2 separate regions of the Drosophila melanogaster genome follow, and region 2 is linked to region 1. The links are chromatin contacts, called in public Hi-C maps. All regions are on one chromosome and are shown on one strand. Each heading gives the region's core, a stretch centred on a gene start, on an enhancer-like site or on the middle of the called end of the contact. The rest is flanking DNA. Distances are from core to core; before and after follow the strand shown.

Region 1 (3,981 bases), core at 602-3,101:
TTATTTCAATTCTAATACTAATAAATTCTATACCTTTACCGTAGTGTTGGTGGCAAAGCAAAACAGCTTCTGTAAAAAATCCTATGCTTTCTGTGTAATTCAGTACTAGGTGTGCTATATGGAAAATTGCTTGTTGCAGACAATTGTTGTTTTATGCTTCTATTTGATGCACATAAGAAAACCAAAATGAGCCCCAATTAAATAAATATTAATTTCTGCGTGCTACCTAAGCCGATTGTAACTAGAATTTGTTTAAAGCAAGTGGCAGGTAAAAGGTTTTGATCTTAAATCGTTAGGAAATGTAAACGGAAATAAATATTTATAAATATCAAATGTATATTTCTAAGACAGATTGTCAATATTTTGGCCATTGTTTGCTGTTTTGCTTCTGTTGAATCTTGTCAGATATATATTTCATTTTTAGAATGGCAATTTAAAGTGTTTTTTATGAATTATTGTAGAATAACTGCTCGTGTACTAACTGCAACCATTTCAATTGCTACAAATCGAAGCAAGGCACATATAGTTAATAATTTTTGTTGTGTCTGCAGTTCTATCATATGTTTTACCATATATGGGGCTACGTTTAAAAACAAAGAATTACAATTCATAGTAAACAGAAACTATCATCTTATGGCGAGAACACGTTTTTCGCAACTTTGAACGATTTATATGGTTCTTAATCTGTTTTTGGAAACGATATATTCTAATTAGAAGTTTTTATAGCACAGAAAGCGATTTTCATTTACATTTGAGCTGTGGTATGAATTGCCATGCTTTTGGTTTAGTTACCGAAGCTCTTGGATTTTATAGCTGACTATACTGCGTTTATTAAAGCGTTCTTTTTTAGTTTTCAATAAAAGCTACGTGGATAGCCTGCCCTGGAAAAGTATTCGACTACCAGCGAACACTAACAATTTTTGCGAAAACCACGAGGAAATCAGCCCTACAAGCATTTGGTTATGGATCTTGGCCATTTACACGCTATCTTTTGATCGCTTTTCGGTCACATTTCACTTTTGTTGCACAAACAATAAAAAAATATTCACCAGTTTCACTTAATAAAAAAAAACGTTCATTTATTAGCGCTCGAGCGATTTATTAGCCATGTTGAGGGGCCATTTTCAGTGGATTTTAGATGGTGTGTACACGTTGATCAACTGGAGGCTGTCGTTATCTGCGGTTAAGGGAGCAGCTGCTATCTCCGTCCATATAGCCCGGTGTGGGATATACATCTTGGGACACACAGAGCCTCCTACTTGCTGGCCACGGCCTTCTTGGGCTTGGCCTGGGTGCCCTCGCGGAATCCGTTGCGGAAACGGCGGCGCACAACCTTCAGGTGCTGCATGCGACCGGTGCCGGTGGTCTTCCTCCTCTTGGCCTTCACGGACCAGTTGTCTAGTGTGCGGAGAATACAATTATTAACCTGGTTACTGGGCGGGGATTGGGGCATCTTGACTTACAGGAACGCAACTTGGCGGCGGGGTAGCCGCACTGGGCGCAAGTGGACTTCTGGATGTGGTAGGAGGAGCGGCCACAGCGACGGCACAGGGTGTGCGTCTTATTGTGGCGCTTACCAAAGCTGGAGGTACCCTTCGTCTGTAATGGAAACACGCAGGGTATTAGCAGTTCGGCTTGCACGGCACACTCAAAAAAATATAAGGGAAAACACTCGAAATAGGCTGCCTGGCTGGCAGGGCAAGTGTATTTCGGTTTAACGAGCACATTGTACGCACCATCTCTCGTGGCGAACGGTTTAAGAATCGAACGAAACTTGCAAGCTACAAATTTAGCACGTGGCTTCTAGCAAAGACGACTTCTCCGGAAGCGCAGCAAAAAGAAAAGGGAAGAAGAAGAGACGCTGGTGGTGAGCAGAGATTAGTGTGGCCGCGTTGCGCGAGTATCGATAGTTTTTGTCCGCAGGGTTGCTTAAATACCGAAAGTTGGTATTTATGGTGTAGCCATTTGGTGGCCTAGCAGCCGCAGAGTTGCCAGACGGATAGAAAATTTAATTATATACTGAACTACAAAAACACTGCATTAATGTACAGCCACTTTACGTAATTGTAGAACACATAATGTATCCGATTTAATGAACCTATTATTGTTTCTATTACAACAGTTATCAAAATTAACAGCCTCGTATCAAAAAATACCAATTACATAAATTTCTCATAACAGCGGACTTGCGCCTAACAGCACTACTATCGGCTGCCATTTCGATAGCACAACAGCACTTGGCAAGTTGGCATTTTAACAGCGACACCATATGTTAAATCAGCTGTTCCTTCAAAAGGCCAATAGATGGCGCTTATTATTGCCCGCCAATTTTGAAGTATGATTTGTATTTCGTTCATTTACAAACTTCGTTTATTGGAAATAATAAAACCAACCAGAAAGGTAAAAATCCAAATCTTGTTTAGTAAAAATATTCATTGTTTTATTTATGAAATAAATTATTATTATTTACATTGGAAATAATGCACGAAATTCAAATAATATTGCATACTGAGCGACATTTTAGCACTGGACCGCTCGACGATACACACGCGAAAACAAAATCTACAAATTACAAGACTCTAGAAATACAAATACAGGGCGATATATAATGGGTAGGTACAAAAACATAATGAAATGGTGTAGCTTGGTGAGTTGGGGCTAATAATAATATATATACTCTTTCGATCCTGTGCAGATATTTATACACTATGTTCGGTGTGGCACGCGTACTACGATATTATTTGCTGTTGCTGCTGCTGCCGATTGGAGTTTTGTGATTTGTTTTTGAATTTTTTTTTATGGATTTTTTCTTGTGGAATGGATGGGTAGTTCTATCTAGTGTAAGTGTTTACGTAACTAATTTGCGACTATGAGCAAGTCGATTGGGCTTGAGACCTCAAACGAAACCAAGTTGCACATAATTTGGCTGCAGCTGTGTGATCTGCTTGCTGGGTGAAGGGGAAATGGGGTGGAGTGACCTTCGGGGAGGTGTGGATGTGGGTGGACTTGGTGGTGCCTTGCAACTAATTACTACGCCTCGCCTTTTTGCCCTTTTTCACGCCTTTACATACAACTAATTCATAAAGAAAATTTAACTAAGAACCTTATGAAAGCTTTGCGAATAAATTATACGAGTTCGGACCAAATCTTAGCACGAGTGCATATATACTTATAAATGGGACCGTACCCGAAACTCCGGGACTTTAAAAACCACAAAGTTTTGGTAAACATTTAAACAAATTGTCAAGAAGAGATTCAAGTTTTTTTTTTGTATAGATTTATGGAATGTTTGTTCCTAAAAGTTCTCAAATGTATATTTCTTTAACCAAAGGTTCTAAAGTCTCCGAAGATTTCTGAGTTTCAGCCCAAAAAATAAACATAGCATACGATTATATAGCTAAGTACTGACTTGCAAGTTAAATGATCTCTTGCGCTGATGTTTTAACATTTCTCTTTTTTTCACTATAAACAGAAAAGTTTTCTCCTTACATTTTCCGAACCCCTTTTTTCTCCATCTGTGGCTTACATAACTAATGCGCGAAAAAAAACTGATGCTAAAATTAAACAAAAAACGTTTCGTTGTTGCGCTCGCATTGCAGTTCTCAGATCGCGATTTTCGAATCTGAATCCAAATCCAAAACCAAAAACCCGAGTCCAAATCAAAATCCAAATCCAAGTCCGAATCCGAATCCGATCTCTACGCCGACTGCTGCTGGCCACTATCGTTCGTTTGGCTACTGCCGCTCCACATTGATGGTGATGACCATGGTTGGTCAATAGTGGCCGCCACCACCGCCTCCGCCGCCACCACCACCACCACTATGTCGGTGGTGCTCGCGTCTGCCGGAGGAGTGATCCCGATCGCGGTAGTCGCCGTTGCGGGAGCTGCTCTTGTGGTGATGATGGTGATGGCGCTTCTTCTCGCCCTTCAGGCACACATCCGACACCACCGAGGACACCACCATCTCGGAGTCATCCCGC
Region 2 (3,981 bases), core at 1,072-3,571, 180 kb after region 1:
GCAGCACTGCTCACGTGGAAACCGAAGAGAAGCTGTCCAAGCGGCGTTTTATACCCAGCACTGGTGAGTTGAAATTGATTTAGCAACTTGATTTACTATTGCTGGATATTTTAATAATGCCAATGTTTGTTCGAATGTTTAAATATTCAAATATTGAACTATTTGCCGGCAGAAATCGAGCATGTGCTGCACACATCTTTGGACCAAATCGGGCGTAATCTTACCCAGCAGCTCAATGTGGCCAGGAATTTGCGGGAACAGAGTCAGCGATACGAGTTGCCCCATGCCAATCAGCGATTCGATGAGATCATGGTAAGCTATTGGCATTCAATTACAGCGAGAATCTTGAAATGAAATTACAAGCAAATGAAATATAGGAGAGAGATTGGAAATCACACAGTTTGTGATTGATGCTGACCGTATTTTCGTGACCCTTTTGCAGCAGGAGCACCAGAAGCAGAGTGAACTGTATGTGAACATCAAGAGCGAGTACGAGGTGCAGCTGCAGCATAAGGCAAGCACCCGGAAGTCATCGGATTCGGATCGGAATCAGGAGCAGCCGCCGCCGCCGCTTCAGGAGGACGACCAGGACTAGAGTGATGGAGAGCGCCCGATCGGGTCTCGACTGAAGGGTTTCATCGATGTGATATGTAACTACTGTCCTGGCAGTCAGCTCAAGCCCCAACATACAAAGTGTCCCTAATTCGTACCAACCAATAGAACCAATAATTCAGGGTTACTTCTCGTTCGGTCAACTGATGGGTAACTGCTGCGGTACAGTTTAGGTACAGATACAGATACGGATAGATAACCTTTAACCCCAACTTATGAGTGAGCCTGAGACAAGCATACTTTAGATACCCTGCCCACATGCACACACTCACATATATATATATATATATATATATATATGTACATATATACACTGTTTGTTCAGTTTGTTGTTTTTAACTTCCTGTCCCACGTAGAAGGACTTTTACATGCATGTAGAACTAGTTACCGTTACCGTTTCCGTTTCCGATTTCGTTTAGAATGTTAGACACATACATATTTAGTAGCTTAATCCAATCACAGCTGATTCTTTTGAACACAACTTGTTATTTGCTGATCCCAATTTTCTAAAACAAAAAGATGGTAGAACAAATATGAATAGAAAAGAGTCACGTCAATTTGCATCGAAAGCGGAAACGGCAACAAACACCCACAAAGGATTAAGATAATGATATAAGTAATGATTAGCGTAAATGGGAGGATTTAAACAATTATTATGCTAAATGAAATATACTATTAAAAACCTATGTACCATACGTTGTGCGTAATGCCCAAACTAAACGTGATAAAAGACTGTTACCAACTACATACACACATACATAATACCGAGATGGAAACAACCGTAAATCTAAAACTAAAACCTAAACTTAAATCGGCATAGTTTCGCATGAAAAGGTAATATATACATACATACATAAATATAACAAATATATTCATACGCGCACTAAAAGGAAGCGTTGCATAGTTTAATTACATTTACCGTACGAACACTTTTTATAGATGTTTAATGTTGTTATGGTTAAGATAAATCCGGACGAATTGATGGATTTTGGCCAAGCACGGTGCACTGCATATATGTAGCAAGTGAGCCAAGTACAATTTACACAAATGTATACATAATTAGATGCATATATGGTTCGATGTAAACTAATAATAAATCGATGTAAAAGCGTAAAAACGGAAGTTAAGAAACCACACACACACACAAACACACACACCCACAAAAACCAGAAAAAGCTGAGGCGACAAAAATATGAGAACTCTGTTAAATGTTTGTTATGCATTTGTTTTTTTTTTTATCTAAATTAATATTAAACTAATGTATTAGTGAATAAACTTGTGTACCTACATACAAAACAATGATAAAGCAGTTATGGCGGTGGTTTTATTTGTTTTTCTTCCAAAATAATAATTGCAAGAGCTGTACGAAAGTAATAAATTACTTCGATGCCAGAACGTTAAATAATTTCTTTAAATGTTTTATATTTCATTTTGTGGCATTCAATGCTTATTTTTTTTTTTTTGAACGTTTGGCGCTGCATTTACCACAATCAGTGATTTAAGCAAATAGTGGGGAAAACCCTTTTGTGAAAGTGAAAAAAAGTTAGCTTTTTCTTAAAGTTATTCTAGATTTCGTATCAATTCAGTGCTCAGACTATCGAGAAAGAGTGAACATCTATCGACAGGCTAGTATCGACACGGGCACCGACGGTCACACTGTCCGAATCCGAACTATCAGCCTATCGCTCTCCGATAGCAGCAGTCGCTACTTGTCCGAACCAATCGCCTATCGGGGAGACTGCGTGGCTGCTGCGTTCCGTAAAACGCAAAGAAGCCAAAAAGCAAGGGCATTCGCATTGACCAAAGCACCAAACGCTGCTCCTTTTCGAAAAACTTCAGTGCGCTTTTATTTCCCCGCCGCTGTCACCGCTTTAAGGAGCACCAACATCTAATTATTGAAAATCCTAACGAACAGTTTAGTCGAACAGTGTAAAAGCGTGAAAAGAAAAGAAAGGAACGAATAAAATAAAAGAAAAACCGCTAAGCGAGTTCCGCAAAATGAGTGGGGATGTGGCTGCCGAAAATGTAAGTGCCCTAAACGAAATATCCATTCCTTTTTTATGTAATGTGCAAACGTGTTGAATGGGGGGACTTTGCCTGCCGCCTGCAGCCTGCCTGTCAGTCCCAAAAAATCAAGTTAAATTCTGAACCGCATAATTGTAGGGTGCACAGGATAGTTGCAAGTGTACCGCTCGCTGCTGGCAGCTGGCAGCGACGCCGACAGCGCTGCCAGCAGAGTGCGTAAAATACAACGAGCAGAGAAAAAAAAGTAAGAAGAGGTCTTTTGGTAATTGACGAAAATGGCGACAATGCAAGTGGGAAAAGGTGAAGGATGGTGTGAAGCAGGGAGGGGAAGAGCCGAGGCAGACGAAATGTATTTGGCACAGTGTGGCCGCAGCTGGCTGGTATTTTAATCAAAACTGGTATTTTCACCAGCCACTCGAACGTTGCCTTTCCACATTTTTCCCCCTCAAAAACACCCTTTAACTAACTCATTTCCCTGCATTTCCACTGCAACTTGCCTTATTTACGTTCGCATAGCGTCTCAATTTCCCTGTTCTTCGTAGATTACCACCAAGTTTGGTCACACTGCCCTCTTCCACACACATAATATCACATGTGTTTGCTGCTGTTGTTGTTGTTGTTGTTGGTTGTGGACCGCTGCTTTCATGTACATATGTAATTGCAAGTGTCCCATTTTGCAATTACACTTCTACATGCACATACATATACGAAGGTGTTCCGTCGTCTGATAAGACAGATGTGCCACCCCAAAACAGCCAAAAACAAATAAAAGCATTAACTAGAAAATGCTCCGGATGAATAATATGCAACCACAATAACAACAATAACCCCGTGGGGATGTGTTTGTGTGTGTAGCTGTTAAAAAAAAAAAAAAAAATGCAAAAAGTGTAAAAAAAAAGCAACGATTTTCTGTATTCTAAACGACTCTTGTGCGTGTGTGGGTGTCATTGTTTGGCAAGGTGTTTTTTAAATATATATTAACCTATTCCAAGTGATTCGGAAACAATTTTCAATTTCCTGTCGCCATCGCTCGGCGGCTCTTCTTCTTCGATTAACCCATTGCTGGTAGTTTAAAGTGAATTTTCCTACGCGGCATTTGTTAGGGTTGATTTTCACCACGTGGTGAGCGGATAGACACGAGATAATAGCCAATCATCGCCAGAAATCGAGAGGAAATCGAGTAGATCCACAAGCGACCAGTTGGGCCAACATGACGGATGCACAGGTTTCTGGCCCGGATTCACTCTCACTTTTCAGCTGGTCCATCTACATATATACGTACTAACTAACTGATACCATCTCCCTTTCTTCTTTCTTCCATCTCGCCATCTCTCTCGCGCCCGC

Evidence for each region. Hi-C and Micro-C count contacts between places; a contact is called where the count stands out from the background.
Region 2: a contact with region 1 is called in a Hi-C map of the Kc167 cell line, with 4 times the contacts expected there. The contact joins the promoter of Top1 here to the promoter of RpL37-1 in region 1. A contact is called at or near these places in 9 of 107 Hi-C or Micro-C datasets (the D17-c3 cell line, the Kc167 cell line, embryo and 3 more) and 1 of 6 datasets of contacts at active chromatin or transcription factors (the Kc167 cell line).

Annotation. Positions count from the first base shown.
Region 1 is chrX:15,137,516-15,141,496 of dm6, forward strand. It overlaps RpL37-1 (Ribosomal protein L37-1), which reads right to left and starts at 1,852. Exons shown (of 3, transcript NM_132777.3): 1 at 1,737-1,852; 2 at 1,464-1,599; 3 at 355-1,398. The coding sequence starts at 1,739. The coding sequence ends at 1,256. It overlaps CG9095, which reads right to left. Exons shown (of 10, transcript NM_132778.2): 10 at 2,422-3,981. The coding sequence ends at 3,774.
Region 2 is chrX:15,317,171-15,321,151 of dm6, forward strand. It overlaps Top1 (Topoisomerase 1), which reads left to right and starts at 2,322. Exons shown (of 8, transcript NM_001014742.2): 1 at 2,322-2,637. The coding sequence starts at 2,611. It overlaps gce (germ cell-expressed bHLH-PAS), which reads left to right. Exons shown (of 10, transcript NM_001272637.2): 8 at 1-63; 9 at 173-312; 10 at 443-1,904. The coding sequence ends at 595. mir-4957 (mir-4957 stem loop) reads right to left here and starts at 2,867; the gene lies at 2,784-2,867. It also overlaps asRNA:CR44961.